2 separate regions of the Macaca mulatta genome follow, and region 2 is linked to region 1. The links are chromatin contacts, called in public Hi-C maps. All regions are on one chromosome and are shown on one strand. The core of a region is the stretch at or near the end of the contact, and the rest is flanking DNA. Distances in the headings are between cores, read along the strand shown. Region 1 holds the start of CBX8 (chromobox 8). Region 2 holds the start of CBX4 (chromobox 4).

Region 1 (4,168 bases), core at 1,560-4,059:
TTATTCTATACCCCTTCTTTCCTTCTGAATCGAGTTCCACCTTTGCCACAGGCTTTGCAGGATTCCCCGACGTTTGCAAACTCAGACTCTTTGCAAGTGATAATTTTGTTCAGAGCAAGCATTTCCGAAATAATCACCATCAGGCACGAAGACAGGTGGAGAATTGGGTGGGGAAGCTAAGATAATTACCTAAGACCATATCCAGAGGAGGGGGCCGCACCTGCCAGCATCAGGGGTTTCATTTCTTCAAGTGTCAGAGGTATTTAGGCAAAGAAGGGAGAATGAGGCAGAAAGAGAGGGAGACAGAAGGAACGAAGCAGGGAAGGAAGAGAGGAAGGAAGGAAAATGGAAAGAACGCATGGAGGAAGGACTAAACCTATCTTTTTCGGGGAGAAACTGAAACCATCTCCTGCATGCCTAGTGCAAACCCCATGGTCTGTAAAGGCATCAAGGGCAAGCACAACTCCGGGAACCCGGTTCCAGAAACCCTACCTGAAGGAAAACCACCGCTCTTCGCGGGTGCGTGAGAGCTTGCCAGGGGTGGGGGTAGGGCGCGAGGTCAGGCGGGTCAGGTCCCCACGGCCCACGCCGGGAAGGCCCTCTCCCTCCCACTTCCACAGTGGCCCTGAAGCCAGCCCGAGGAGCTGAGGCGGCCGGTGCGGGGCTGGGGCCGAATCCTCGGCGGGCAGCGGATTCCAAGAGGGGGCAGGCGGGAAAGGCAGAGCGACCCGGGCCCAGGGCGGAGGGTGGGCTTTCTCAGGGCGGGGAAACCAGACACTTATAGGCGGCTGAGGCCGACTTTATTTTTACTGCCCAAACTGTTGGAAAGTATTTAAGCTTAAACAGAAACAGCTGTATCGCTGGCACCGGCCGACGAAACTATTTGTTACCGGGAATGACTTTTTATGATTAAGGACGCGTCCGTCGGCGGCCTCCCACGGGCGGCCCGCGAGGGTCACTGGGAGATCTGAGCGTCCCCGACGCGCTGTTCGTTCAGACAGAACGGCCGGAGAGATGGGACTGTTCGGCCAGCGGTCACCTTGTGAAGTTTAGGAGCAAGGCCAAAACCTGAAACCCGTGTTTCCAGGGGCTGGGGCAGGACCGGGAGGGAAGATGGGCGAAGCGCCCCGCTTGCCGCCGCGGGTCGAGGACCTCGCGGCTGCCGCCGTCTGCGCGCGCCTCACTTTGGACAGGAGGCCAGTTTTCCGCTCTGGGCTTCCTGCCTCTCCGAGTCAGACTCCTTGGCTGCTTCTCTCTCTCTTCCTATCGTTCTCTCGCTGCCTCTCTTTTTTTCCCGCCTCTCTTTCTTCCACCCCATCTCTGGCCAAGGGAAACCGCTTCCAGTCAGGCTGATCATCGATGTTTGAACTAAATCGTGGGTTTCAAGGAGTGGGAGTTGTGATTTGGAGCTTGAGCACTAAGAGAACAGGGTGGGAGGGAGCTGGACCCAGAGTGCGGCTGCTGTCCCCAGCGCCGCCCCCGCCACGGGTCACCGGCAGCCTAGCTGGCGGCAGGGTCGGCGGTGCACGTGCGTATGTGCGCACGGCGAAGCGGTCGCGGCCGGCCCTTGTCCCTTTCCAGCAGCCCGCCATCTTCGCGCGTGAGACCCTCTCGCGCAGCCCGCACTGGACCCAGCGACGTCCCCCAGCTTCCCGCGCCGGCGTTTCTCGCAGGATGTCCGCCGCTCACGTTGGGAAAAGCGGTGGACAGGAAGTGCACGGGCCGGGCGCCGGGGTCGGGGGGAAGCCAGACGCACCCCCAGCCGCGCACCCCATCCCGTGCCGGCTCTGCCCAGATGCCCTTGGCCCACCTAGGCCACGGGCAGGGGGCGACCAGGGCAGGCAAGGTCGGTGCTGGGGCCTGGCGGGGGCGGGCAGCGCGGGCTAAGGGCAGGGGCAGGTGGCTGCGGGCGTCGGGGACGGTCGGGGGGCAGGAAGAAGCCGCGCGACATCCTCTGTGGGGTCCCGGGCTGCAGGCGGGCTCCGGAGGGAACAGCCGGGCCTCCACCAGGTCTGTGTTTGGCTTCGGAGCCGGGGAGGAGCGCTCCAGCCAGCCCGGCTCGCAGGGCCCAGAGGGTGGCCGAGGGCAGGGCCGCTCGACAGGAGCCTGAGACACAGGCACATTGATTTGTTAGCGGGACCAGGCTGTGGGGGGGTGGAAGTTGCCATGGAGACCGGGGGTCGGGTGTGCGGGGCGGGGGGCGGGGGCCGGGGGAGAAGCGGGCCGATGGGCGCGCCGCAGGCTCTCGGGGTTCGGGCGCGGCCCGCGGCGCCCCAGCACCTGTGCATTGTGCATTGTGCGGCGCGGGCGGCGGGGGGAGGGGAGGGCGCGAGTCCTGGGCGGTGGGGGTGGGGCGGGCCGGGGTCTGCCGAGGGGCGGAGCTGGGCTGACATCGCCGCGGGGATCCCAGCGAGAGCTGTGGGGGACGCCGAACACCGGAGGGACAACTTGGTGGCGGGGGAGGGGGCCCCGGCGAGGACAGAGGGCGGCCGGCCCCCCTCGCCAGCCCAACAGACTGACAGCGGCCGGGCCCGCCCTCCCCGTGGCGTCACTTCCGGCGGCGCCCCCTCCCTCTTGCGCGCTCCGTCTCTGGAGTCGCCTCGGACTCCGCCCCCTGGCGATTGGAACGCGGGTCACGTAGCAACGCGGGGGAGAAAGGAAGAGGGGCGTGGCTCGGAGTTCGTCCAATCAGCGTGCGGGGGCGCAGGCCTCCGGCCGCTCGGCTTTAGCAACGTCGTTAGCAACACGTGGGGCGGGAGGAAGCGCTGGGCGGAGGGGAGGGGGCCGAGCGGAGGAGCGCGGGAGGGGGGCCGCGGGAGGGAGCGAGAGCGCCGGGAGGGGGAGGAGAACTGACGTCAGCGGGAGAGTATTATGGTCTGTTGTGCGCTGGCTGCTGCTTTTCTGCTCCTGGAAGCGGCCAAGAGGGGAAGCGGCGAGTCAACATGGAGCTTTCAGCGGTGGGGGAGCGGGTGTTCGCGGCCGAAGCCCTCCTGAAGCGGCGCATACGGAAAGTAGGTGCCCCCGGGCCTAGGGCCTCCGTGCGGCCGGGCCCTCCCCTCCCGGCCCGGGTTCCCTCCCCCTGCTGCAGCCCAGCTTCCCTTCCCCCAGGTCCCAGCAGCGGCCGCGGCCGTGGCGGCGGCGGCGGCGGCGGCGGCGGCGGCGGCTCTGAACCCAAGCGCTTTCCTTAGACTTGCAGCGATGCACGGATTGCATGGGTGGGGGGCGGGGTGGGGAATGAATGCCGGTGCATGCACTTTGTGCAGCGTTAGGTGCAGGGGTGATGCAGCGGGCGCATGCCTTTTGCGGCGGGGTTTCGAGCATTCATCTGGTGCATGCATTTTCGCATGCATTTCTTGTATCCTCGTCATGCATTTCTCCCCATGCACACACATTATCCCCTTTGCACCCGCAGGGACGCATGGAATACCTCGTGAAATGGAAAGGATGGTCGCAGAAGTAAGTAGGTTATATGCAATTCTCAATCCCATACTGTTATTCGGGAGCTTTCTTTCTTCCTCTTTTTGCCTTTACGTTGAAATACAATACAATGCAATGAGAAAAGTTACACACACACACACACACACACGCACACCCTCTGCTCTCACCCTGCTCCTGGGACTGATGCCCACTTCTTCCTGATTCCCTTTAGGTACAGCACATGGGAACCGGAGGAAAACATCCTGGATGCTCGCTTGCTCGCGGCCTTTGAGGAAAGGTACAGACCCTTCCAAGTCCCAGCCACTCACTTAGAAACAAGTAGAGTGGCTTCTTTCCAGCCTGGACTAGAGTCCCACTTGCTTTCTTTACTCACACACCTCTTCTCCTTTCCTTCTTTCTCCAGGGAAAGAGAGATGGAGCTCTATGGCCCCAAAAAGCGAGGACCCAAGCCCAAAACCTTCCTCCTCAAGGTAGGTTGGCAGTGTCCAATGGTGGAGGACAATGTTGTTGAGTCATTTGTGGGAAGGGGGCCCTGACGACTGTGAGCCAATGGGGTGTCCACACATGTTGCCTATTTGTAATCTAGGAGGGAGTTCCCTGACAAGATGTCACCAAGTCAGTAGCAGCTCCAGCCGTGTCTGGGGGGACTGGCTTGGCCACACTAGAATTCCTTTACCCTCCCCCTCCCAAATGGACATATAATCAAATGCAAAAAGTGTGCTTTTTGCGA
Region 2 (4,247 bases), core at 1,709-4,208, 42 kb before region 1:
GAAGCCCCAGCAGAAGGCTATGGGAATCCCAGGTGTAAGGCTAGTCTCTCCTGCGGCTCCCTTGGAGGGGCCAAGACAGCCGGGTGGGATGGCAAGGGCACCCCCATGGGAGGCTTCCCAGGAAGGGCTCTCTGGGGCATCAGGGGAGCTTCCAGGGACGCCCACTGTACCTTCCCAGGATTCTGTCCCACCTCCTGGCGCCCATTCGCTCTCCCGCGGACCTGAGCTCCTCCCTACACCCGCTGGCAGGGGTGCTCTAGGGACCAGCCACCCAAGTTAGATAGGGGCCTCTCTCCCCATCTGCCCTCCATCCACTAAGACAAAATAAATAACCACGGAAAGGAAGTCAATTGCTGGTGCTTGTGAATTTCACTTTCAAAGTTGTAGGCAAAAAGGCCAGGAACCGGGGCAGCCGCGGGCTCCTTGGGCTTCTGAAGTGCTTGGGCAGCCCCTTCGGCAGTCTTGGGGAGCCTGAAGACGCTTCCTGCCGCCGCACAAGCAACTCCAGGAAAGATCCGCTGTACAGACCCCCCCGCCCTTCCTCCCCAGCTCCGCGGCTGGTCCAGCCCGGGTCCTGCGCAAACACGTCGTCGGGGCAGCGGGTCCTGCTGTGTGGCCCCGAAGTCCTCAGCATGGGCCCCCGAGGGGCCTGGGCGTAGTGAGCGAAGCGGAGTCCGACGCCCCTGGCAGCAGGGAGGCTGCAGCAGCCACTCGGCCTCCCCCGACACCCCCGACCTGGACGCCGCGGAAACACCCAATGCAAACAGATTTTCCAGGGGATTTTCAAAAGGGGGAGGGTAGAGTGTCGGGAAGCTCAGCCCCTTCCCGGACAAGGGGACTGGCCGGGACAAAGTTGCTGCAGACCTCCCGATGGTCCGACGGCGCAGGTGGCCGGTGCGGCGTGGACGGGTGACTGCCACCTACAGCGCTTCTCGCGCCAGCCTCGCGACCCCTCTCCTTCCACAGTGGAGCTGTCCCGCGCGACAGTTCTTCGCCCTGGGCAAGAATGCCAGGAAAAAGCCAAACACGGCAGGAGAAAAATATTTTCCTGTACACCCACCCAGCTGTTATAAACCCTGAGAGCCGGCCCCCACCCCCTGCAACTAGTTAGGGAAACTAGGCAGGCGTCGTGCCACCTTGCTTGCTCCCCCCGCACCCCAACACTCAGGGAATCCTAGGTTTGCACCTCAAGCTCGTTAGAGATCAGTCGCAAACCCAACACCTCTGCTGCCACCAGAAGACAACCTTCACCCCTACACCCCTGGGGAGGGGCCACGTGGGTCTCCGTGGGCAGGAGTCGTCCGGCAGCAGCAGCCTCCGTGGTGCAAGAGCTGCAAGGTGATAATGAAATGGAGTCCACGTGTGCGTTCAACACCAGACCGTCTTCAGGCTTCTCAGGGATTCCTGGGCGAACACAAGCCCCGCGCAGGCTCCTCCCTCCCCTGCTCGCCCAAGCCTCCGCGCGGTCCCCAACAGACAGCCGGGTCGTGTGTCAGGGCGGTGGTGGAGACCCGGATGGCTCTTTGCCCGCCCCCATCCCTCGCTCCACTCTCGCTCTGCTTTTGCTCTTTTTCTTTCTCCGTGGACGCTCAGCCAAGGGATTGCGCAAGCTTCCTGCTCGCGGTCCTTCAAGAGCCCGTAGCCGGGGCCCAGACACACCCCAGGTCAGGCGCGCCCCTGCCCCTGCCCCTCGGGCCGCCCTGTCCCCTCCCAGGTCCCCCCACCCCGACCCCACGGAGCTCGCGGGCCCTCGGCGGCGCCCTCGGCAGGCCGCATGGGGCGCAGCAGCTCCACCAGCCGGACGCAGGAGCCGTGCGCAGGAACGCGCCGTCTCGCCGCCGCCGGAGGTGCCAAACTTCACACTCGCGGCTGCTCGGGCCGCTTCAGTCCAGAGGGCCTTGGCTTGGCCGCCTGTCGGGAACAAGGGTCCGCGGACACATGGCGAATGCGTGGCTCCTCGGTTATTCCGTTCATCTCCCCTTTGCGCTGCCCGTTCGTCCCCCGCTCAGCCTCAATCTCTTCCCGGCCCTCCGAGGTCCCTCTTTCCAGGCCTTTCCCTGGACCCCACGAAGTCCCCTCGGGCCCCCAAGCGGACCTCGGCCTCCTGCGCCCATTCTCTCTGCCTCCTGTGCCTCTCGCCTAGCTTGACTCTGGAGGCGGATAGAAATAGGACATCTCGCCCCGTCAATAAAGAGGACCAAGTGTAAATTCGGAGCCCTTGAGGATCGAGGTGAGATCGTATTTGGAGTCCTTTCTGCTGAGGTTCTTGGGTGCCAGGGTCCCGGAGCTGGCTGCTCCTCGGTCCCGTTCCTCGTGCATTCTTCAAGCTCTCTTTGGCACCCAGTCCTCAGCCTTCTCCCCGCCCTGTCCCTTTCCCTCCTCGCGCTCCGAAATGCCCGGAGCCTGGAGGCGAGGCGGGGCCCGCAGGAGGGCGCGAGCTGCCCCTGCCCCATTCCGCCCCCTGCTGGCGGGGCCCGCGCGTCCCGGGCCGCTGGTGACGCAATTCGGTGCAACTGGGAGCGGCGGCGGATGCTTCCGTGGCCCCCAGCAGGGGTCCCGGGGCCGTGAACACTGAGAACGAGCTGCGAGGGGGAGGCCCGGGCACCAGGCTGCGGGCGAGGGGTCGCTGCCGAGACCCTCCCGGGCTGTCAAGCTCTCCGCCCGCCTCCGCCCCGGCGGACACACCTCTCCTTCCCGGTCCCGCTCCCTCTCTGCAGCCTCCCTCTCCCAGGCTCGCCGATCCCTCCCCCCTGCACCTCCCCGGCGCCCTCCCCTCTGCGTCCCCCACCCGCGCCCTTTCCTCCTCCCCCCGCCGCCCAGGCCCGGGGCCTCCGGTAGGCCCGGCTGCGCCAATCCGCGCAGCGGCCCGCCCCCTGACGCCGAGCTGGGCCCGGCGAGGCCCCGCCCGCTGACGTCCGGGATTTGCATGAGTTCTTGTGCAGCCGCGGCCCGGGCTCAGTTGTCTGAGCGAGCGCGAGCCGGGAGCCGGGGCGGGCGCGGGCAGCGGCGGGCCGGCCGGGGTGTGCGGGGCGAGCGGCGGCGGCGGCGGGGGCGCTTCGGCCGGGGCGGCAGCTGGGCGCCGGCGGGAGCTAGCAGCGTCTGCAGCCGCGCCGGCCGCCCGCGCCCCGGCGCGCTGCGGCGGGGCCATGGAGCTGCCAGCTGTTGGCGAGCACGTCTTCGCGGTGGAGAGCATCGAGAAGAAGCGGATCCGCAAGGTAGGGCGGCGCGGGGGCGGCGAGCGGCGGCCGGAGCGGCCCGCGAGAAGGCGGGGAGGGGGTGGGGAGGCTGCGGGCCGGGCCGGGGATCCCGCGGAAGCTGATGGAGTGCTGTCTCTTCCCCCCAGGGCAGAGTGGAGTATCTGGTGAAATGGAGAGGCTGGTCGCCCAAGTAAGTCGCGGCGGAGGGCGGGGGCCCGGGACCGAGGCGCGGGGCTTGGGGCCGCGGACCCGCCGAGCTGCTGGGGGGGGGGTGGGGGGAGCGGACGGGAGGCGGGGTGGAGGTGGGGTGGAGGGAGGAGGGGGTGGGGAAGTCGGTGGCAGGCACTGGGGAAGCCGAGCCGCCGAGCCCGAGCCCGGCGCCCTGTGTTGTGCTCCGCTCTCCGGGAAATGCCATCACTAATTTATGCACTAAAAGGAGCCGGAGGAGCTGGAGAGACGCGGGGCCGAGCCGGGGAGGCCGGCGGAGGGAGGGAGGGCTCAGGCACTGACTGATGTGCAGCAGAAAATGGCTCCTTTCCCCTTTCCCTCCACCGAACGGCTCCATATTGCAAAACCAAAAAAAAAAAAAAAAATTAAAAAGCGACGAAAATGCAATTGTGTGCCTTCTCCCTCCTAGTGGTGCAGGGAGGGGAAGAAGAAAGGCAGAAAATGTTGGGAACTGTCACTGCAGCGCTTTTGGTGGAGAATTTTTTTTCTTTAATTTGAAATGCGAAGGCACCGGATGGAGATAGACGCGCAGGCACACGCACACTCACACACACACACGGAGGCATATTTTTGTGTTGCTGAGTATTTGGGGTTTGCTTGCCCGTGACAGCAGGCTCCTGGGCCACGAGGGGGTGTGGGGGGGGCGCTTGGCTGTTGGTGATCGGATTAGGGGTCAAATGGAGAACGACTGAAGCCCTCGCGGGGACTCGGGGCTGGGGAGAGGAGGGGGACTGCGACTTTGCATTTCGGCTGCTTTGCACGCAGGGTTCCTGGTGAGCAAAGTGGCTTTGGAACATGTCGCAGTAACATGCTTAAAATTCT

The links. A called contact is a pair of places that touch in the nucleus more often than the background predicts.
Region 2: a contact with region 1 is called in a Hi-C map of liver, with 2.8 times the contacts expected there. The contact joins the promoter of CBX4 here to the promoter of CBX8 in region 1. A contact is called at or near these places in 4 of 14 Hi-C or Micro-C datasets (CD4 T cells, cortical neurons, fetal cortex germinal zone and 1 more).

Annotation. Positions count from the first base shown.
Region 1 is chr16:89,479,395-89,483,562 of T2T-MMU8v2.0, reverse strand. It overlaps CBX8 (chromobox 8), which reads left to right and starts at 2,809. Exons shown (of 5, transcript XM_015120496.3): 1 at 2,809-3,011; 2 at 3,413-3,456; 3 at 3,650-3,715; 4 at 3,842-3,908. The coding sequence starts at 2,943.
Region 2 is chr16:89,521,031-89,525,277 of T2T-MMU8v2.0, reverse strand. It overlaps CBX4 (chromobox 4), which reads left to right and starts at 2,958. Exons shown (of 6, transcript XM_077973128.1): 1 at 2,958-3,033; 2 at 3,106-3,215; 3 at 3,344-3,387. The coding sequence starts at 3,147. LOC144336039 (a long non-coding RNA gene) reads right to left here and starts at 1,605. Exons shown (of 2, transcript XR_013407434.1): 1 at 1,187-1,605; 2 at 349-996.